Linked DNA regions of Mus musculus: all the other regions are linked to region 1. A link is a contact called in public HiCAR-type and promoter capture Hi-C data. All regions are on one chromosome and are shown on one strand. Each heading gives the region's core, a stretch centred on a gene start, on an enhancer-like site or on the middle of the called end of the contact. The rest is flanking DNA. Distances are from core to core; before and after follow the strand shown. Region 1 holds the start of Unc5d (unc-5 netrin receptor D). Region 2 holds the start of Adrb3 (adrenergic receptor, beta 3). Region 3 holds the start of Mak16 (MAK16 homolog). Region 4 holds the start of Tti2 (TELO2 interacting protein 2). Region 5 holds the start of Rnf122 (ring finger protein 122). Region 6 holds the start of Dusp26 (dual specificity phosphatase 26 (putative)).

Region 1 (3,585 bases), core at 412-2,911:
TTCAGGAAATGAAATGCAAATAGGCATAGAATAGGATCATACTGCTGAAAACCTCTATCCACCCTTTTAATTCCTCTTTCCAGGCGGTATCGCTGCTCCTAACACCGTTAGCTTCTATTAAAAAAAATGAGATTATACCGGTTCTTGGCATCTTTGTCAACCCTTCCAAAGGCCTCACAGCTACTAGCGATATGTTCAAGAGACAGAACAGAAGGAGAGGTGGTTAGCCCGGTGCCACCTCTTGCTAGACAAGCGTTAGGTAAATCATTTAATGCAATTACATATTCTAAGCCGGCTGGATGGCAAGCAGCAAAGAAGAAAGGTAAAGAAGGGCAGGGAAAGGGAAGCTTCTAGATTATTTCAAAGGTAGCCACAGCACTGGGGCTGTCTGGAACTGCCTGTGATCAGCTTCAAAACAGGTCCGTGTGGTTTATCTTTAAGTTGATGCTCTGCTGGAGTGCAGCGGATCTAGAAAAAGAGTGTGTGTATGTGTGTGTGTGTGGGGGGGGGGGGGGGGGCTCCTGAGCTTATTAGAAGCAGAGAAATCTCTGCTTCTAAATTTCCCTGCTGCTCAGTAGGGCCCGCGCTTCTAAGCTGGTATAAGCACCCGATAGGGAGAGGATGCGCCGAGAGTACAGCCTCCCTCCGGCCAACTGCTTATCCGGCTGGGCACTGCAGGCGCAGTTAAACCCCAGGGTACACACTCCCCAGAGCTCTTGCCCCCTCGCAGATTCTGTAAGGCAAAACCACTGCTGGCTTAGAGCCAAGACTAGGGTCGCCCGAGGGGCTTGGTGCAGAGCGAAGTGACCAGCTTGGATGCTTCCCCCTGAAGGGGAAAAAAAGCGCAGTCTCTATTGGAACCCACGGGCATGCCTCTTTCCCTATGCACTCTCGAACATCACCGTGGGCTCCCACCCAGGGACGAGCTCGCCCAAGAAGGAAAAGTGGAGAGGACCAAGGCGAGAGAGGATATAGGGAAGACGAGTTTTCCAGTCTGCAACAATTGAGGGGCGGAGGGTGGGGAGGGAGGTTGGAAAATCTCAGCGGGTGCAAACTCAAGGGGGGGGGGGGCCCGGTCAGAGCAACCTGTAGGATTACTGCAGATAGCAAACTTGGGTTGAAAGGCAGTGGTCCCCTGGAGCTCCTCTAACACGGTTCCCACTGAGTCGGGCTACGCGCGCGGAGAGAAGCCAGAACAACTTGGGAAACCCACGCCGAAGGTGAGAGTCCCGCTCCCCTCGCGCACCGCTGTCCACCCAGCGCTTACCTCGGGCAGCCGCAGCCCCCGCCGCCCAGAAAAAGAGTCCTAGCCATGGGAGCCACCGGCGCGCCCCGCGGCTGCCGTCTGCAGCCCCTGTCCCCATGCTCCGAGCTCCTCTCAGGATTCGCTCCTCTTCCACGCCCTGGAAGTCCGCGAGGAACGACGGCAGGGAGCCAACGCCAGTAGGTTTCCCCGGAGGTGGTGGTCTGTGGCGAGTCTCTTTTTCCCCACCGCCGCTCCCTACAGCAGCGGAACAGGGATATCAGATGGGCAGCGGGACGCAGCGCGCGCCCCCATCGCCTCCTGCGGCGCCGCCCGCCGTCCCCGCTAAGCGGCCCGCAGCCCCAGCTCCGCTCCGGGTCCGGGACTACCAAACCGAGCCTGGAGACCGCATCGCTAATGAGCCCCGGGGCCGCCTCTGCTCCACCCCTCCGAGCGGCGGCCAATGAGTCACGCCGGGGCGGGGCGATGGGCGGGGCCGGGCTCGGGAGGCGCAGGTGAGTCCGCAGCCGCCGCACGTGCGGGCACCGCCTCCCCGCTGCAGAGGCCCCCGCGCGTGCGGGATTGCAGCGCGCCCGAGCCCGGCGGCCGGAGGCGAGGATGCGCGAGCGCAAGCTGTGCCGAGCAGCCCGGCCTCTTGGAGGCGAGCGCCCAGCGGCAGAATGTGGGCGTCTGGCTTGCTAACTCTGAGTGAGACAGCGGCTTCCAGGAAACCAAGGTTTCGCTCAACTTTGAGTTCCACTTTTACCCGCAGTCCTGGGGAGGACGGGACGGGCGCTAGGGAGAAAAGAGGGTGGGGGTGGGGGGTGGGGGCAATGATAAGCTTCAACTGTGCCCAAATGTGAAAACGAAGAGGGAAATGAATCGAGGGCTTCTGGGGATGTATGGGATCAAATTTTACTTTAAGGAAGCAAAACCTTTTTTTTTTTTTTTTTTTTTTTTTAATACTTGCCGCTCTGGAATCTCAAAAGTTCTCAAAACTGCTTCACATCTGACCACTTAATGTGGTTTTGTTCATTCCAATTCAGGCCCTCGAAATTGCCTTTCTAGTAAGTAAGTAAAGTTCAAAAGGAGACCTGCTCAAAGTCTTCAGAGAAGAAAGAAAGGGAACATTTGTTTAAGCACACCACCCCTCCCTTCCCAGTCCCCTTTTATTAGATGGCTTGATCTTTACCTGATCTTGGAAGGGCCTCAAAGTTGTCTCTTTACCCCATCCGCTGGAGCAGGCAACCAGCTACAGACGACAACCCCCTTCCCCAAGACCGTTGGCTTCCTGTCCAGGTCTCCACAGTCAGACCATGGCTTTCTGTCAGAAGCTTTCAAAATGTCCCCTGTACTCAGCTGGTCAGAAATCTGGGTTCTCAATACAGATGGAAAGCTTCAATTAAAAGACAGCATTGGCAAGTGATTCCTCAATGGCTACCAAGCTCACTAGCCCACACATGCACACACACAAACAACAACAACAACAAAAATCTTGTCCAAGTGCAACCTGCTCCCAAACACCTCTGTATGGAAAAAAAAAATGGTTTGAGGTGGAGAGATTGTTGTGAAGGAGGTAATCACACTAACTTACTTGCTCCCAAAGACAAAGGGGATGATAGACAAAGATTGATTACCCGATAAACAGGTAGGCCATCCCTCTCTGCAGACACCAGGCTTGTGCACGTCAGCGGAAGGAGCTGATTTTTTCCTACAGAGCTCTTGCAGCTCAATAACAAGTTTAGGTCCTGGTGGAGAAAACCAAACCCTGGGGAACAGATACTTCAAAGCAAAGACTGATGTGGGGCCTGGCCAGGGACTTGCCTGGAAATCTCTTTAGAATCTTGGTAAATGAGGGGTTTGTCCTTTCCTTCTGAGAAGGTGAATTGAGAATTAATCTACCAAATACGCCTCACCTGTCTCCCAGAAACTACTCATTCATTGCCTGCCTTCCTGTATGGCTGAAGACTATGTGACAGTCCCCTTACAAATGAGCATTTCTGTTTAAAAAGAAAGAAAGAAAAATTTAGTTATATTTTCAATATTCTATGACCATAGTTAATTCTCTTTATTGTCCCCACAGGGAGCAAAAAATAAAGTCAGTTTATTTTGGGAATCTGAAAAATAGATAAGCTAGTTTGACATTAATAATTCTAGAAAATATGATGAATGAAATGGTGGAAAAACAAAATTACCATTGAACAAATCCTAATCTTAAGGAGTGGGTCTTCATACATGTTTTTAAAGAAGACTCTACAAAGCTGATATATTATCACTATTGGTAGGTAAGGACAATGAATTTGACTTTAGAAGAAAATTGCCCAAGGCTGATGTAAGTAAAT
Region 2 (3,585 bases), core at 276-2,775, 2.0 Mb before region 1:
AGTTACACAGAGCACGTCCACTGACGTCCACAGTTCGCAACCAGTTTCGCCCAAGGGCCAATGGCCAGTCAGCGCCAATGTGGCCCCTGGTGGCATTACGAGGAGTCCCACTACCAAGTCAGCTGCGGCCAGTGAAGTCACGAACACGTTGGTTATGGTCTGTAGTCTCGGCGTGCGGGCGATGGCTATGATTACCAGCAGGTTGCCTCCCACCGTGGCCAGCGCCAGCAATGCCCCAGCCAATGCCGCTGCCCATGGTACTCCTGGCAACCCACTGGTGTTGGCTGCACTGGGGTCCAGGGTAGGGGCGTCCGACCACAAAGCCAGAGAGCCGTTTCTGTGAGGCCACGGAGCCATCTCGTGTGGCGCCTGGGGTGGGAAGGTTCCCCCTCCTCCCCAGACCCGCTGGCTTAGGGAAGGGGACAGTAGGGCTTGGGAGCGACTCTTCCAGCCTGGGCCATCTTCCCTAATTGCTGGGGTAAGTCTGTCAGCTTCCCTCCATCTCACCCCCCATGTACACCCTAGTTGCCGGGAGGAGTGGCTGCTTTTAAAGGAACAGCGTCCAATAGTCACAAGAGAGGCCTCTGGTGGGAATTGGAGGGTGGAGAGGGGCGTCCTGTCTTGACACTCCCTCAGCACCGGTTTCCTGGAGCTCAGCAGCTCCTTCCTGGCAGAACCTGAGGCAACCCTGCAAAGAAGAGAAACCCCCGCACCCTATCCTTTACCCAACAAGGAAGGCAACCATCCAGAAACAAACCAAAACAAAACCGAACAACCCAAACCATCCAAGATAGCCCCTCTTCTGCTTGGATGCTCTCCCTAAGGTATCTTATTGTTTGAGATAGTCTTTCTATATGTTGCCCAGATTGGTCTGGACCTCCAGATCCTTCTGCCTCAACCTCCCCAGTGCTGGGATTACAGATCTGTGCGCCACTATTCCCAACTCTAAGACTCTTTTTGTGAAGCCACCAACCAGAGGTGGCTGGCATCCTTTTCTCTCCCAGCTGATGAGATCCGTCCCCTTCCCTTTCCTCAATTTCGCTCACCCTCTGTCCCTGTCTGCTGTTTCAGTTCTTCTTCTTTTCAGTTACTGGAGACACCCGCTTGTTTCAGGAGTCACTCTAGTTTGACATGGCATCGTGTAGCTTGGGATGCTGAGGGCTTCTGGTTTCCATCTTCCTCCTGCACTGCCCAGTCCACACACCTTTCTCCTAGAAAATTTCTAGAAAAGTCCCTTCAAATTCTGAAGTGATAGACACATTAAAATGAGAGGATGGAGTTTTGGAGAGGGAGGGGTGTATCTCGGTGGTAGAGTGCATACTTAACATGCTTGAGGTCCAGCACAGAAAGAGAGAGAGAGAGACAGAGACAGAGAGAGACAGAGAGAGAAAGGATGCATTTGAGGCTGTCTAGCACAGTGGTTCTCAACCCGTGGCTTGCAGTCCCCACCGTGTTCACATATCAGATAGATATCCTGCATATCAGATATTTACATCACGAGTCAGAATAATAGTAAAATTACAATTATGGAGTAGCAACTAAAATAATGTTATGATTGGGGTCACTGCAACATGAGGCACTGTATTAAAGGGTCGCAGCCTGAGGAAGGGTGAGGACCACAGGTCTATCGCCACACTCAGTTATCCAAAGCTAATGTTTGTCACCTTCCCCATGGTAAAGAGTTCTCATCCACTTGCTGGAGATTTCTTCATAAGAAACTAGAGTCGAGGGAGTCATGTGTCTGCATGTGAACGTGTGGGTGCATCAGGTGTCTCCCTCTACTATTTTCCAGTTTATTACCTTGAGACAGGGTCTCTCACAGGGCCAGAAAGCTTTTGCGTTGGCTAGGACGGTGGAGTCTGGGCTTTTGAGATTCGCCTGCCTCTGCTTCCCAAGGCTGGCATCGTGGGTGTGTGCGGCCACATCCACCTCTTCACTTCGGTGCTGGGGATTTGAACTCAGTGCCCCTGGCTTGCAGAACAAACACTCTTACTTACTGTGCCATCTCCCGGGGCCCTCGTACTGCATATCTGGAGTGCATAAAAGGATAAGCCTGGTATTTTAATGCCTCTGAAGTTTCTTATACAGTAAGATCAGCGCCTCTGAGCCCCCTCCCTTCACCCAGACTTATAGGACCTGACCCTGTCATCCAATCTCCCAGTCAAAATTTTTCCAAATTGGATGTGGGCATGAAAGGCTTAGAAATAAGCCTCTGGGAGTTAGGGAAATGGCTAAATGAGTGAAGTGCTTGCCTTGCAAGCAGAAGGACCTGAGTTTGATGATTCCTGGGATGCGAATAAAGAAGCCTGAAGTGATGGCCTTCACATGTAATACCAGGGTTAGGGACGCCTGTCAAGACTGCTCCATGAGTTGTCTCATTTCCACCCCGAAACAATGGGGCAAAAGAGAGAAAAAAACAAATATAGTGGAAAATGCCTCCAGGGTACCCCCCTGGCATGTTCTTTTGAGTAGCTCAATATTTTAAAAGTGTCCTCTATAGCCACTGGTCCAGGCAATCCCCACGGGAGGCTGAACCAGGGGTTGGGAGTCAGAAAGGTTGGAAGGGGAAGAGAGAACCTAAAATTATCCCTGAGGAAAAAGGGCCAGCTGGGCTCCCAGGGACTCAGCAGCTCACTCACCCATGAGCAGGACTGTCAGGGGCTCTCAAGCAAAGGTTTTCCCTGTCCCATGGATGCAGCCGTCAGAGCTCCCTTCTGCTGCCCCTGCCCCTGCTCCTGTCCCAGCCATGCCAGGGTGGTGTGAAGGCTGCCTTTGGCTGTGGCTTCTTGCTGGTCATCAGGGTGATTGCACCCAAGTCAGGGTTTTGCAACACCCCAGAGCGCTGCCAGTTATCGCAAAGGGGTGTCATAAGATTCTCAGCAAGCAATCTCTAAAACAAATACATGCCATTTGGCTCTTCCCCCCACCCCACCCCCCTACCCCCAGGACATCAGAATAGGTTGGGGAAAGATATCTCCCCCAAGACATACTCAAGGGCCATCTCTGCTTTAGTCAAGGACCAAGCCCTGTTACTTGAAGAAAATGTGCAAAAATGTTTATAGTTTTGAAAAAGAGCAAGAGTCCCCAGTTGTAAGAACATACCGGTGTGTGGCAAATGATTAGTCCTGTAACCAAATATTGTGAGAATTAATGTGCTAGACCCCTGTTCCCAAATGTGCCTCCCCCATTCCTGGGAGGCAGCAGAGCCATGCCCAAGTACTCTGCCTCCTTCCTCGCCGCTCCTATTGTTTTGCTGTTTCGGTCTTTGAGATTATTCTCTCTCTCTCTCTCTCTCTCTCTCTCTCTCTCTCTCTCTCTCTCTCTCGTAATTTTATTGTAAGTTTTTAACAAACAATGTAGTCATCTTGTTCAACCATCACAATATAGAAAATGTAGATAACAGAAAGTGACTTCCATCCCGAGGTTCAATTCCTCAACAAGTAACTGCTATCGGATCTTATTAATCTTTCCAATAACATTTTATTGAGAGATAACTCAGGATGTAAAAGCATACTCTTTTTGCCTTTGTTTTCCACATGACTGTATCTCAGCCTGTGCTTTTAAGTTTTAACATAACTATATGAC
Region 3 (3,585 bases), core at 389-2,888, 1.9 Mb after region 1:
TACGACCATACCCTATTACTCAGCAACAGAAGTTCATTTATAGTTAGTAACTACTTCCCCAGAATTATTTTCAATACATACATACATTCTAGCATCTGTAGTATGCCCTTATGTATAGTGTGAACAAAATGAGCCCTATCACATTTACATTGTAACTTTTTTTACATGTGTTCATTATCCATTGTCCAATTCTGCACAGCACTAGATACTTAGATATACACACCATCATCACAACCTTATTACCTTCTACCTTGTCTCTCTAATGTGTTCTGCACTCTAAAGTAAAGGCACTGCCGTCTCCAAACACAAACCCTGGCGTTTGCTGGATGAGAACAATCCTACGGTCCTTACATCCCGGAACCTGGTGAAGTGCATAGTATATAAAAACGGTGCATCAAGTTGCAATCACTAAAGCCACATATGGGGGTGTGTGTGTGAGCATAAAGGTCTCTAGATGGACTGCACTGAAGAGCCAAGAAGGACCCTAGAGCAGTTAAAGGGGGGAAGAACGAAGGGCCAAAGAATAAAACACACAGGGGTAAGGATTGTAGGAAACGAGAAGTGGAGTGGGTGTATTATTCAGCTTCGTGGTCAGACCTCTTACACATCATTTGGTCACACCTCTTTCCTGGGCACCGGATTTGTCTGTGCGCCCAGCTGCCCACTTAGCATCTCTAAAAGGATCCCGATGGTAAACATACCCCAGTGCAACTCTCATTTTCACGCTCTTCTTAAATTAAAAAAAAAAAAAAATACAACAGTTCTCCCTAGTTCCCACTAAAAAAGACCTGGAAACCATTTCCTTCAAGGTTCTCCCTGACCTTGTCCGGGCAAGCCTATCAAATCCAGTCTCCCCCTCATCCTCTGGATTCCTGTAACAAGTCCTTCCCTATCTCTCATCTTTGTACCTTTACTATTCCTACGGCTCTTCAGTGGCTGCCTCAGTCCCAATTCTGGGGTTTTTAGCCCAATGTGACTGATCTACCGCTCTTTCTCCATTACTCCTCTTTCATAGTACCGTTATTCTCCATCCCCAGAGTGCTCATGAGAGCAGAGGTTTTTTTGGTTTTTTTTAAATGTCTTTTGCCCGACTGTTAACAACCAATCATCACACTGAACCTACACCAGTTGGATACTGGCTATGTACTTACAACTCTGTGAACAGACAAACGAAGTCTTACTTCCGAAACTACGCCTCGGGCAGGCTGCAGAGCAAAATAAAAAGCCTAACACTGGAGAGGTAGCGCTCATGGAGGAGTTCCCTAAGCACGGATTTTAAACATCGCATCTCTCCCGCCTTGCCACCCCGAGACAACTGCCGTTCAGATGGCAGCTGGCACAAAGGGCTTCACTGCCAAGCACTAGGGACTAAGGAAGCCCACCCGGCGGGCTGGGGCTGGGGTGGCCTGGCCTTCTACACGCGCGTGGGAAGCCACTATCGGAAATCGGGGCTCTGCAAGTCTCGCCATCCGGGAGAAGCGGAGACAAACGGGCCGTCTGAGCGTGCGGGACTGAATCCTAAATGAGCGAAATGCCGCGCAAAACCCAGTGGTGCCAAGGCGAGAGGAGGAAAACTCACGTCGTCCGACTGCATGGTGCCGGCAGCTCAGCTCGCCGCATTAGGAAGGACCGGGGAAGCGGCCACGCTTCTTCCGCGGAGCCACTTCCGGAGAGCCACTAACCTATCGCGAGAACGTCTCAGTGTCCCAGAAGCCCGTGACGTCCCCGGGCACAGTGAGCATGCGCGCTTCCGCGCCAGCGCACGCTTGGATCCTGGCGTGCTCGCCTCCGGCAGCCCTTGCCCTAGGAGCGCACATATCGTCTTGTCCTGCTTGCTGTGTCTCTGCGCGAGCTCCAAACCTCTAAAAAGTGGGGCTTCTTTGTCCTCTCTAACCCAAGGCGCACCCTCCGAGTCACTTGTGCACGCGCGGGGCTTTAATGCTAATTACCGTCCCATTTCTGGCCGTGGCCGCGTGCCTGGAAAGCCTGAAGCCGTCAGCTCTTTTACCAACCCGCGGGAACTTCTAGCAGCCATCTCCGTTCTCACTTTGAAACACACACGGCAGTGTCGTATGGGGAAACAACATAACAAACGAAAAAAACCTGTATGCATGTGACCCCCAAACGGACAGATTCTACTGTCGCTCCCTTGCTCCTTCTGTAAGGATCAAACTCGGGTTACCAGACTCACACTCCTTCCTGAGCCATTATCCAGGCCTGAGAAAGTGCTTTTAAAAGGTCAGCAGGAGTGATAATAAAATGAGGGTTGCTTCCCCAGTTCTCCCTTTTGAAAGCCATTAAGTAGTTCAAGTGATTTTGAAGAAATTGTCATGTGCCAAATACAGTCCCGGACAGAGCAATGAAGGGGAACAATGTTCTACACCCTCAAGGTCCTTACTTAGCAATGGGATTCAGAGACTTGTACCATAAACTGTATAATATAATGTTTAAGTACTGTTAAGTGCTGTAAAAGCAACGAGGCAGCTGTGAACACTCAGCTAGTGGGGAGGTTGGTTCGGGAGCTTGAGACCAACTTGAGTTTTACAGGGAGGTCATAGCCGGATGCTGGCAATGGTGATAACGATGAGGATAACGCAAAGTAAGTTAGTGGAGACAGGTTCTTTTAGAAAGGTTTATATGTAGCAGACAATGGCCTAGTCGGTCATCAATGGGAGGAGAGGCCCTAGATCCTGTGAAGGTTCTATGCCCCAGTATAAGGGAATGCCTGGAGTGGAATGCCAGGAATGGGAGTGGGTGGGCTGGGGAGCAGGGGGAGGGGGTAGGGGATTTTCGGAGGGGAAACTAGGAAAGGGAATAACCTTTGAAATGTAAATAAAATATCTTTTAAGAAAGGAAGGTTTATTGGGAGAATGCGGTAGAAGTAAGTGATAATTAGGTAGAGAATCACATTGAGGTAATGCAGTAAGTTGTGGCATCAGGGTGTGTGTGCCTTTTAAGGAAAGATAATGAAGAGCCCTACACTTAAGGAGATAGTTGGAGTAAAAACAGACAAAGGAAAAGTGTGGGCTAGAGAACGGAGAGCAAGAGGAAAGATCAGTAGGAAATTAAACCAGGAGGAACCCAGACCCAAAGTATATGCAGCCTTACAGTACAGCAAAGTATATGACCTTTGTGGTAAACATCTGAGGTCTGCATGCTAGATTGCATCTCTGATGAAACAGTAACGTATGACAGCGTGATATTGCTCTCCTCACAGCTCTCAAACTGAGTGTGGGTGCAGCCAACAGTGTGGTTGGCCTTGTGTGTGGTTGTGGGGAACCCAGTGCCTTAATCATGCTAGGCAAGGTTGTACCATTGAGCGACACCTGTCACCCTGTATTGAGCTACATCTGGCTGTCTATTTGTTTTTTGAGAAAGAGTGTCAGTGTAACAGTCTGGCATGCAACTCATTGTATAGCAACCCAGGCTGACCTCACACCTGTGAGCAATCCTCCTGTCCCCCCACCTTCTCCACTGGGATTACAAATGTGAGCCCCAACATTGAGCTGTGAATAATTTTAAAAGGTGATGGCACCCACTGCCTTCAAGGAGAAAGGTATCCTCCCACAATGCGCCACCAAACTG
Region 4 (3,585 bases), core at 423-2,922, 1.9 Mb after region 1:
CAGAGTTCCATGGTGTTACACAGAGACTGCTTTTTCTCCCTCACTGCAGCTGCACCAAGCTGCATTGTGTGGACGCAGCTCCATGTAGCTGCATTGTGTGGGTGGTCAATCCAGCCTGTCCTCTGTGCGTGGACATGGGCATTCAGGATACATTTGTTGCCTTGACTAAATTGTGCCAGGCACTAGATAGAAGTAAAGGCATGGCTGGCTCGGGCTTTGGGAAACCCAGCGAGAGATCTCAACAATACAGAGCACTCCTCAAGTCTGAAAGGCGTCTGGATCCACTGGACACAAAGGGCACATGCTACAGAAAAGAAACGTCCCACACAGTACAGACACAATAACCTCTTATTGACTGGCCTCAAGCTGCTTTTGTTAAGGGAAGGTTTCTCTTGGAAGTGGTTAGCAGTGATTGATCAGAGTGCCACCAATTGGTCAGAGTGGGAAAAGCCAGAAGAAAGAGGTTCCGAGTTAGAATTCTAATCACCAGATTTTCTTGGAAAGAAGAAATGTAAATTAATGTTGGTGCTGTTGCATAACAATGGGAACTAACACCTCTATGAACTTTATGCTGATCAGATATTGTTCCCGGCATTTATGTACATTAAAAATTGTCCCAACAGTCCTAAGAGATGGGGACCAGTAATTATCTACATTTGTTTCCCCAATACAGAAATTAAGACATAGAGATCTGAGCTATTGCCGTTTGCAAGAGGTCACACAGAGAAGTGAAGGGGGGAAAAAAAGCCACACAGGCATCACTGGTAGTGTAGTGGCAAATAGTGTAACACTAAGAAGAGCATGTCTTGGAGTGGAAAGATGGTTCAGTTAAGAACATGCCATGGCTAACAAACTCCAGAAATTCAAGTTCAGAGAACTGGACACTGTTTTCTGGCTTCCGCGGGGACCAGGGGGGGCACCAGGTACACATATACGCATGTGAACAAAGCATTTATACACATCAGAGTAATAACTTAATAAAACAATTTTTCTTAGAAAGAAGTGAATTGTACCAGAGCGACTTGTAAGAAGCATAACTCTGTCACTTTCAGTTTCTCTTAGGAATGGAATGTACTTTAGTAATAATGTATTAGTCCCAGGTACCCTGGACACTTTCCACTACCTAACCAGTAATCCTACCTGACTGAACCAAGAAGTAAAAAACAGGGCATAACTCTAATCTACACAAGAACCAGAAGTGGAGGATCCTCCTAAGTTCATGTCAGACGGGTAATGTGCCCACGTCGTAACAAGGTTTATGGGCGGCACATGTCACGCAATGGCGTGAACACCCAATCATCACGCTTTATGAACCAGAAAGGATCGGCCTTACTGTTAGCTTGCGAAGTATCGAGTAAGTCTCACCAGTTTTTCAAAGAGGGTGACTAATATGCTGCCGCTCTATTTAGCTTTTGCACACAAAATCTAGTACAATTTCAAACTGTTACTAGGATTTTGCGAGAATTCTCTTGTTTCTAGCCTAGCAGATGAAATCAGGAACAAACTTAATGAGCGAACGCTTAGTTATGCAAATATATCCTTCATGCTCCACCTTTTACCCCTTCCTTCTCTGACGGACTGTTTGTTGCTTTCTGGTCGCGAGTCGTAAAAAGAAGCGTTGCGGCTCCGCTGGCGGAAGTTAGTTTTGCTTTACGGCTACAATGCTCTCCAGGGCCGGAAGTTGCGGAATACAGCTACCGTACTGGAAGAGCGCTTGGTTTCGGGAGCCTTTTTGGTGTCACGGTTCAGTAGTTTGTCTTTAAAATTAACTGTTTTTTTTTTCTTTTTTGAGTTTTCGGAAAGACAAATTTCGCTACGTGTTAGGAGCTTGAGGCTCTCCTATTTTTTTTTCGAGACAGGGTTTCTCTGTGTATCCCTGGCTGTCCTGGAACTCACTCTGTAGACCAGGCTGGCCTCGAACTCAGAAATCTGCCTGCCTCTGCCTCCTGAAGCGTGCGCCACCACTGCCCGGCTTGAGGCTCTCTTCTTACAGCCACTTTACTGGGTGGATTGACACTCGATCCTTGCGTCAAGACAGTGAGACATCTCGCCTTTTAGCTGTGCCTGGTTTTAGTTCTGTTCGTTGGGGGACACCGAGCCCCGGACGACCTTCCCTCCGAGACTCCAGACACCATCCCCATTTGGTCTCTGTCCCCCCCCGGGGGGGGCGGGGGGGGCGAGCCCAGCCCCTCCGGTGCGACTAGGAATGAAGCTGGACAGTGCCGAAGAGAAGTCGGGGGTCGGCTGCTCCCTGCCTGCAGAGGGCTCTCCCCCGGCCCTCGAACCAGCCTTCTCCAAGATTCTGAACCGTCTCAGCCGCCCAAAGTCATCAGGACAGGGCGGCGCAAGAAATGCGGCTCTTAAAGACCTCGGCGCTTTAATAGAAGCCGCCGAAGGTGACAGATTCTTTGAGGGGAGTGGGAGTGGGGGATCCCTCCGGGGGATGCCCGAGATCCTGGGGCAGGTGGTGAGAGCCCTGGAGAAGTTCGCAGCACCCGAGGAGAAGGCAGATGGGGTCGAAGAGCATCCCGAAGTGCCCGAGAAGGCGACTGAAGTTGGCTCACTGTTTCTAAAGCTGTTGGGGAAGGTTGAAGCTGCCAAGAGTTCTCCCGACTGCCCTGCGTGGAAGACAGGCCTCCGTCACATGTCAGGACCCGTGTATATTTTTGCCATCACTCACAGATTGAAGCAGCCATGGACCAGTCCAGCATCTCAGCATGTTGCTGGTGAGGTGCTGTCTTTATTGCTTAGAGTTACTGAGTGCAGTTCTGTGGCAGGATTCCTATGCGGAGAAAATGAAGACGATCGAGGGAGATTTGCTGTGGTCTTGGGGCTTCTTAAGCCCCATTTGAATAAGTGAGTAATGCTCTTTTCACTATTATCAGACAGATAGGGGTGCTGAGATAATAGATTTCTTAAGGACCGGAACGGTTGTGGCTTACTAGAGACGAGGAAATCATATAGCAGCAAATTCAAGATTAGAACTGAAGTCATCAAATTCCATTTTCTCCACCAAATGACTGCCTTGGAAAACTGGAAATTCTGACAATAGATATGGAAGATTCTGTCCCATTTATATGGAATCGAGTATCTTATGCTAAGTACCCATGGGTATTTGGAGAAGACCCAGTCTTTCAGCATGAATTTAAATACAGGGACTTCTAACTTGTTCATAATTATTGGATAAAGTGATTATAAGGAATAATAATTGGGATGAAACTGAAAACGATTTGTAGTACGTGGTCTGAACTAGATTGCTATCAGCGTTTTGTTTTGTTTTTCAGCTAGGTCTTAATTTTATCTATTTATATTTTATTCACTTATTTTGAGATATGGTCTCACTGTGTACCCTTGGCTGGCCTGGAACTTTTACGTAGACCAGGCTGGCATGGAACTAACAGAGGTTTTTCTGCCTCTGATCTCTGTGGGTGTTACCACACCTGCCCAAGGCAGGTTGTTTTAAAAAGATTTTATTGGGCTGGAGAGAGGGTTCAGTGGTTAAGAGCACCGACTGCCCTTCCAGAGGTCCTGAGTTCAATTCCTATCACCCACATGGTGGCTCACAACCATCTGTAATGGTATCTG
Region 5 (3,585 bases), core at 672-3,171, 1.9 Mb after region 1:
TGTTCTGGAGCACTTTTTCGCCCCCAAGACAGGGTTTCTTTGTGCAGTCCTAGCTGTCCTGGAACTCACTCTGTAGACCTGGCCTCTGGAGCACTTTGGTGGAGCACGCCTTTAATCCCAGCACTTGGGAGGCAGGCGGATTTCTGAGTTTGAGGCCAGCCTGATCTACAGAGTGAGTTCGAGGCCAGCCAGGACTGCACAGAGAAAACCTGTCTCAAAAACTCAAAACCATCCAAACAAACAAACAAACAAAACAATATCTGGGCTTAAGCTCCAGAGTTAGTAAATGTCACATTTCTCCCTGGGGCTCTAAAGTGGAGGGGGTGGGGTTTAGGGGAGGATCCGAGAGGCCTTTAGAAACCCTTTGCAGTGATCCCACTAAGACAGCCAGGCGGTGGTGCCACATACACAACTCTCAAGAGACAGAGGTAGTCAAACCTCTATGTTTGGGGTTAGCCTGGCTACATAGTTAATAACCCCTGTTTCATAACAATAACAACAACACCTAGAAATTTGATCTGTACACGACACTGCCCCCACTAAATTGATGAACTACAGTGAGCCTTCCATATTGTTAAGTTACACAAATATTGGGGGGTGGGGGGTATGCAACTTGATGTTAAGGGAAGTACGGTGTATATGCAAACACCACAATCACCGTCCACAAAGGCCTTCTGGATTTGGAGACTATCCGACCATCCCCAGAGATAAGAAGATTGCATTTGTTCCAGCAGCCCTGAGATGCAGGTCAGGATATTTGATACTTTAACGACTGTGCTTGGAAATGGCAAAACATTCATTCGCATGCATTAGCTCGCTCAGGGGCCAGAGACTCAGTTCCAACAAATCAATAGTGGGATGATAAGTCCTGACAAAGGAAGAGCAGGCCGTTTTGCTTGCTTATTTGTGGGTCTACTCAACACACTGCTTCTGAACGTGGCTGTGGCGCCTTGCACCGGGGTACTTTCAATGATACTCTATGCACTGATGGTAATACTTTCTTTTAAGTGGAAAGATAAACAAAAGCATACATAAACAAGCCTGAGTATGGTGGCACAGGCCTTTCATCCTAGCACCCTGGAGACAGAGGAGGGCAGATCTCTGGAGTTGGAGGTCAGTTAGGACCAAATAGCTTTCCATTAGCAAAATAATAAACATATAAAATAAACTATGCAATGTCATCCAAAATAAATAATACTACATGGAGATTTGAGATCCCCCCCCCCCTTCATCCCCTGTCCATTCAACACCGAAGCAAGACCCCTGTCCCGGCCATTGACAAAGCCAGTTTCCGGGTTTTCGCCACAGTCTAGGAGATTGGAATCCTGGCACGGTATGGCCTTCAGCTTTAGGCCTTATTCTTGTTTGTAAAAGAAGGCTCTGTCCTGAAGTGATGTGAGAACAATAGCCCTTTGAAGATGGAGTTTTGAGTTTCATCTGCTTTGCCCTCTTTGCCTCAGTTCTCTCCTTTCGCGGTGGGTCTGGGAATGCGCTAGCTGCCACGCATAACCAGGTCTAAAGGCGAAGGACAAGTGGAACCAACTCCCAGGACTGCCTTCTACAGAGCTATAGAAATTCGAGACAGACACGGATCTGTAGGCGGAAAACAAAAGTGGCACTAATCCTCGTGTCATTCCACCACCATAGCCCTCCCCGCCCGGGTCCTAGGAGGCGGCGATCTTCGCCCCCTGCAGGCGTCGCCTCTCACGCCGTTCTGCAGGCTAGGGACTCCCCAGGTCTGGCTAGGAGGCGGGGTAGGAATCTACCCAGAAAAAAGCTCCCCTGTCCAGAGGGTAAACTGGCTTGTAAATAATACCCCAGGGCAGGAGAAAGGCTCCCATTGGCCGGAGGGCAGGTGACGAAAAGGGGGCGGGCTCCCGGGAGGGAGCAGTCCTAGGGAGGGGGGTGTGAGCCGTGCGGTGTCAGTTTTCGGAATCCCAGCGCGCACTGCTCAGCGCAGTGGGACCCAAGCCCGGCTTCGTGTCCTGGCTACTGCCTTCTCGGCCGGGCATCCCGGCTCTCTCGGCTGCCCTCCCGGCCCGGGCCCTCGGTAGGGCTTCGCTCCGAAAAGACTTTGCTTCCTCCTCTGCCCTCTTTGTTGCTCTGCAAACCGGCCTCTCTGTAACCCTTGACTCCACTCCTCCGGGAGTTGCATCTCCATCCCGGCGGTCTCAGTGCACAGCCCCTCCAGCTCCAACACCTTGCCTCGGTTTGCTCCCGGAAGCCGACCTTGACTTCATTGATGCACCCATTCCAGTGGTGTAACGGTGAGTCCCTGGACCGGTGGGAGAACAGGGACCGCGCAGGTTCAGGTCCTGAGCCGAGTTTCCCGGTGTCTGGGACGGCCCAGAAGGCGTCCTGGCGCCCTGCTGGGCTCTGCACAGCGCGCAGTTAGAAAGATCCCATTCACTTTGTTGGGAATAAAGGGGGTCTGGAAGCGAGTGGAGGGCCAGGGGCGTGTGAGCCGAGTCTTCCCGGCCTTTGTATGGCGGTCCATCTCTTCTACCCCTTCGCCTGCCTTTGTGCGCTCTCAAACTCTGTTCTTTGTTGTGGTGGTTGGAGAATTAAATCCGCGCTCGGGCTAGGATCTCCTAGAGGGAGCTCAAGTTCCGGTTCTGAAACTTTGCAGGCTATTTTAAATATGTATACAGTGCAGCGTGCGGGACAAGGCGCGGGGTGACTTTCTTTTTCTTTGTTGGTTTTCACTGGCTCCTAGGGGCCAGACGCTGGATTAAAAGAGCGTCGCTTTACTGAATAGATAAAGCCTTGCAGAAAGAAAGCTGGGCCCCCAGCTCAGGGCTGGCCTGGCAAAAGCTTTGCTTTCTGGCAATAAGGCCAGACCCTGGGGTCTGCTTTCAGCCTAGGTGGTGACGGTACCTTCCAGCACAGCCAGCCACCCACCACCAACCGCTTCCCACACCCCACCGCGTGATGATGCTAAATTAGTTCATCTGAGGCTTTGGGGCAGCTCAGGTGTTACAGGTTAGAAAGCGGGTCTGGATTTCCTGTCTAGGCTACCTGTTGGATCTTTCTGAGCCAAGTCTTCGATGTTAATACCACCCACCCTTCCCCCAGAAGTACCCAAAATCTTGATCACTTTTTCTAGGCAAGTTGGCGAGGTGGAAAGAAGCTAACTTTTTTTTTTTTAAGTTTTTTGGTATGGCAGTCTGGTTGCTTGTGAAAAATCCATTCTTAAGTAGACTTCTGCATGATCTTGGACTAATTATTTCAAGAGTCTTTTGTTTTAAAGCAGGGTTTGGGCCGCATGTGTATGAGTAGCCCCCATCCCCCCTCCTTCCTCCTTTTGCTGGTCGGATCTAATTTCCTGAAAATGAACCAAGCTGTGTGTGATAGGCTGGTAATGGAGAGGAGGGGCGGGAATGGGGGGTTGAGGCCTGACGGTGTATCCCAGCATCTGGGAAAGATTCCCTTTGGCTGGAAAGAAGCAGTTCCCAGATCCGCTGGTCTTGGCCAGCCCCGCTCTGACGTCATTCCAGCTTGCAGACTGCCAGCTGAGATGAGACATTCTGGTGTCAGGTCGGAAGACAATGGACCTGGGATTTAGCTAGAGCTAAGCTGTCAGTA
Region 6 (3,585 bases), core at 758-3,257, 1.9 Mb after region 1:
AAAATCATGAGTCATGGACCAGAGATGCCAGTCCATGAAGAACTTCTCTAGTGATTTATAACGTCGGATCTCAGATTATTCGTAATGTGCTTTGAGGCATATTTTAGAGAAAAGTGCAGTGCAGAGTTGAATCAGAAATCTTTTTAAAACAAAGAAGTATAAAAAAAATGGGGGGGATCAGAAGGAGCTGGGCATGGTGGTACACACCTGTAACCCCAGCATTTAGAAGGATGGGGCTAGGAGCTATAAGGTTCAAGGGCATCTAAACTACAAAGCAAGAGCTTACATCAGAACAAACAATAGCAACAAAATTGAGCTTTATCGGCAACATTGTGTCTACCTGCCTGCTAGCCTCTAACTTCCTATGCAGCTAAAAAAAAAAAAAAAAAAAAAAATGTCTGATCCTACTGAGTGCTTGGATTACACGCAACCCAGTCAAACAGTCTACTACATGAGCTACATCCCTAGGCCATCTATTTTTTTCAAAGGCAAAGTCTGATGTCAAAAATCACAATGTGACTGAGGCTAGCCTTGAACTCCTGATCATGTCTCCACCTACCAAAGTGCCCTTTCACGACTTCTTTCATGGTAACTGTTGCAAGGTTTTCCTAGACCTAAATCATCAAAATCTCAGACTTCTTAGGTCAATTATTTCAGGCAATGGGGAATTCATCTCTAGGTGAAGTGCCGTGTCAGAAAGGAACAAGGAGAGATGGAGGACGTTGAGATGGAAGCCTGCCTCTTGAGAGGAGCGGTGGGTGGCTCAGACGGCAGCCTAGGGAGGTACCTGGCAGTCTGCAACACTGGGGTATTTGGTGCTGTGTCTCATGATGCTTCCCTTGGTTCACAGACTACATCCTCATCTATTCTCTGAGCTCAGATTGTCCCAGCTCCCAATCTCAACCACAGTAGACACCACCTCCATCTCCTAACTAGCCTGCCTCTGCTTCCCTGACTCCTGCTTCCTTCCTGTAGGTAGCTGGGGCTCTGCCTGCTTCTCAGTCGCACCATCTGACCATAGTCATTCGGACTCCCCATCCTGGGTCTCTCCACGCAGTGTGTGGGGTCGTTTTGTGTCAACTTGACACAGGCTAAAGTCATCTGAGAGGAGGGAATCTCTACTGAGAAAACGTCTCCATAAGACCAGGCTGTAGACAGGACTGTAGAGCATTTTCTTAATAAATGATTGATGGGGGAGAGCCAAGCTCATTGTGGGTGGAGCCATCTCTGGGCTGGTGGTCCTGGGTTCTATAAGAAAGCAGGCTGAGCAAGCCATGAGAAGCAAGCCAGTAAGTGGTGCCTCTCCATAGCCTCTGCATCAACTCCTTTCTTGGGGTTCTTGCCCTGTTTGAGTTCCTATCCTGACTTCTTTGATGATGAACAGTGATATGGAAGTATAAGCCACATAAACCCTTTCCTCGGGGTCAGGATGTTTCATCACAGCAATAGAAACCCTAACAAAGACAAGCAATGAAAGAGACTCTTAGGAAAGGCAACACCGATCTTGACTCTTGACTCTGAATACTTAACGATCTTGACGCTGACCATATAGAGAAACAGGTGATAGCAGATACCACTGAACGACATCATGTGAGAAAGAAATGACGATTAATTTCTTCAGGGCTGGGTTGAGTGTACAGTTGTAAAATGCAGAAATGGCTTTCTGGTTGAAATGCAAAGTGCATACTCCCTTGAATGGGCAGCACGGTTGGAAGAGTCATAGCATGAACTTGGGGGTCTCATTACCATCCTCGGATGCTTGGCTCTATCAATACCTAGCTGCTGACCTGGACTTAGCCTCTCTGTACTTCAGTATCTTCCCTTCCCCAAATGCAGATGAAGATGCCTGTCTGATGCACCTCTGATGCGTATAAAAGTCCCCTAAGACAGGTGAAGTGCCTAGCATATGGTAAACGCTATTAATAGTAAGGGTAGCTGAGGATTGTTCTCTAGCGCGTAGAAAAGAGTAGGGCAGGCCGTCTGCAATTCATGAATTCTGTCTGGGAAGAGCGAGCAGTGTATATAGACCCTGTCTGGAAAGGCTTGCAACAAGGCTTTGCCATTGGTCTACAGGGCAGCAGCCCTGGCGTGCACGCGAGGCGGGGCTGCGGGCCTGCGCGGGGCTGTAAACAGGGGCGGGCTGTGTCGCTGCGGTGTGGCGGCTCCCACCGCTGCGTGACACGGTGTCCCTGGGTGTCACCAGCGCGCACACCGAGAGGAACCTGCTTCGATGTGCGTGTCATGGCGTAAAAATAGCTGCCATCCACCTGCGCGCCGGGGCGGCGGCGCAGCGGCGGGGGCCGCGAAAGAGCCATGGGCACCGGACTGCGGGAGCCCGCAGGCCACCTCGGGATCTGAGACCCTTGCGACCAGGAGGTAGAGACATGTGGGGTGCGGGGACAAGAGTCGGGGCCGGGCAGGTTCACAGGAGCATCGCCGCACGTCTCGCTGTGCCCTGCTTCCCCGCTGCGCCAGGCTGTCTGGGTTGGCACAAGGCTAAGGCGACAGCCACGAACCTGTTACTACCGCGACAGCAGACGGAGGGAGGGGGGCAGCGGCCAGGGCCTCTGGTGGCGGGTTAATGGGATTGGAAAAGGCCCAGGGGTGTATTCCAGCCTGAACTTGAATCCTCTACACCAGGAGGAATAGTCCAGAGGACAGCGGCTACCTGCTTCTTCTCTCCTGCCAGTCTCCGTGCCTTTCACCAGCACTTAGGCAGCAGAATCTATTCTGAGAGAGGTTATTGGAGGGAAAGGATGGGTCTTTGAGCCCCAGGAGTAGAGGTAGGTGCTGAGGGGTGGTTGTGGTGGTGGTGGTGGTGGTGTCGATTGTAGTACTGGATTTTTGGGCTTCTTCTAAACAAACCATTGAAAACCTATCTGTCCCTGAACTCCTGAGTAGAGACTCATCCTTTATTAGCTATGACCCCACTGCCCCTGTTTGTGGTGTGTTCTGAAAGACTGACCCTTAGAGAAGAGAAAGCTAGGCCAGCTGGGAGCGTGTGGTGGGATCACTGTGAGGCCATGGGTCAAGATGGCTTCTTATTGCTGGACATTCAGTTGAGGCCCCTAAGGCTGATGGAAGCACAGGAAATTGGAGGGGATGGGGGAGATGCTGCAGGTTAGCCCACCTAACATGCCAGACCATAGCGGGAAGTGACCATGGATGGAGATCTTCCACAGTTGTCTCTCTGCCCAAATGTCCTAGGGCAAGCCTCAAAGGCAGTCTCTTCCAGCTGTGAGGCTCAGAGTAGGAGCCCATCTTCCCAAGCTCCTAGTCTCCACAGGTACTCTGAGACACACCTGCTAGGCCCCTTAAGGCTGACGCTGCTCCTTGTGCAGTGCAAGATCAGTTGATTTCCACAGCAACAAAGATGGCCATTCTGAACCTCCCTGCTGCCCCTGGGCCTGCAGGAACACCCCTCCCCTCTTCCCAGCCCCTCCCCCCAAGCCCCTCCCCACACTTGCTTTTCCCACTTCTGCCCTACCCCCCACCAGACACAGACACACAAAGCTCCAACCCTGCTTTGACTCAGAATTCTCTTCCCAGGGATGAGGTATAGTCAAAGGAGGGGCTCCTCCCACT

Evidence for each region. Promoter capture Hi-C pulls out the DNA fragments that hold promoters and counts their contacts. HiCAR-type assays count read pairs that join an accessible place to other places.
Region 2: a contact with region 1 is called in a promoter capture Hi-C map of hippocampal neurons, with 7 times the contacts expected there. The contact joins the promoter of Adrb3 here to the promoter of Unc5d in region 1. A contact is called at or near these places in 1 of 39 promoter capture datasets (hippocampal neurons) and 1 of 115 datasets of contacts at active chromatin or transcription factors (astrocytes).
Region 3: a contact with region 1 is called in a HiCAR-type map of astrocytes, with 6 times the contacts expected there. The contact joins the promoter of Mak16 here to the promoter of Unc5d in region 1. A contact is called at or near these places in 2 of 39 promoter capture datasets (embryonic stem cells and hippocampal neurons) and 1 of 115 datasets of contacts at active chromatin or transcription factors (astrocytes).
Region 4: a promoter capture Hi-C map of embryonic stem cells shows a contact between it and region 1, with 6 times the contacts expected there. The contact joins the promoter of Tti2 here to the promoter of Unc5d in region 1. A contact is called at or near these places in 2 of 39 promoter capture datasets (embryonic stem cells and hippocampal neurons) and 1 of 115 datasets of contacts at active chromatin or transcription factors (astrocytes).
Region 5: a contact with region 1 is called in a HiCAR-type map of astrocytes, with 8 times the contacts expected there. The contact joins the promoter of Rnf122 here to the promoter of Unc5d in region 1. A contact is called at or near these places in 6 of 39 promoter capture datasets (embryonic stem cells, frontonasal cranial neural crest, hippocampal neurons and 3 more) and 1 of 115 datasets of contacts at active chromatin or transcription factors (astrocytes).
Region 6: a HiCAR-type map of astrocytes shows a contact between it and region 1, with 9 times the contacts expected there. The contact joins the promoter of Dusp26 here to the promoter of Unc5d in region 1. A contact is called at or near these places in 3 of 39 promoter capture datasets (embryonic stem cells, hippocampal neurons and liver) and 2 of 115 datasets of contacts at active chromatin or transcription factors (astrocytes and forebrain).

Annotation. Positions count from the first base shown.
Region 1 is chr8:29,217,975-29,221,559 of GRCm38.p6, forward strand. Unc5d (unc-5 netrin receptor D) reads right to left here and starts at 1,662. Exons shown (of 18, transcript NM_153135.3): 1 at 1,268-1,662. The coding sequence starts at 1,364.
Region 2 is chr8:27,228,063-27,231,647 of GRCm38.p6, forward strand. It overlaps Adrb3 (adrenergic receptor, beta 3), which reads right to left and starts at 1,526. Exons shown (of 4, transcript NM_013462.3): 1 at 1,047-1,526; 2 at 1-688. The coding sequence starts at 357. It overlaps Gm45470 (a long non-coding RNA gene), which reads left to right and starts at 1,347. Exons shown (of 3, transcript XR_001778544.2): 1 at 1,347-3,585.
Region 3 is chr8:31,167,086-31,170,670 of GRCm38.p6, forward strand. Mak16 (MAK16 homolog) reads right to left here and starts at 1,639. Exons shown (of 10, transcript NM_026453.3): 1 at 1,580-1,639. The coding sequence starts at 1,594.
Region 4 is chr8:31,148,644-31,152,228 of GRCm38.p6, forward strand. Tti2 (TELO2 interacting protein 2) reads left to right here and starts at 1,673. Exons shown (of 7, transcript NM_144927.3): 1 at 1,673-2,856. The coding sequence starts at 2,207. Snord13 (small nucleolar RNA, C/D box 13) reads right to left here and starts at 1,315; the gene lies at 1,218-1,315.
Region 5 is chr8:31,109,906-31,113,490 of GRCm38.p6, forward strand. It overlaps Rnf122 (ring finger protein 122), which reads left to right and starts at 1,922. Exons shown (of 6, transcript NM_001368375.1): 1 at 1,922-2,267. The coding sequence starts at 2,243.
Region 6 is chr8:31,087,520-31,091,104 of GRCm38.p6, forward strand. Dusp26 (dual specificity phosphatase 26 (putative)) reads left to right here and starts at 2,008. Exons shown (of 5, transcript NM_025869.4): 1 at 2,008-2,376; 2 at 2,641-2,783.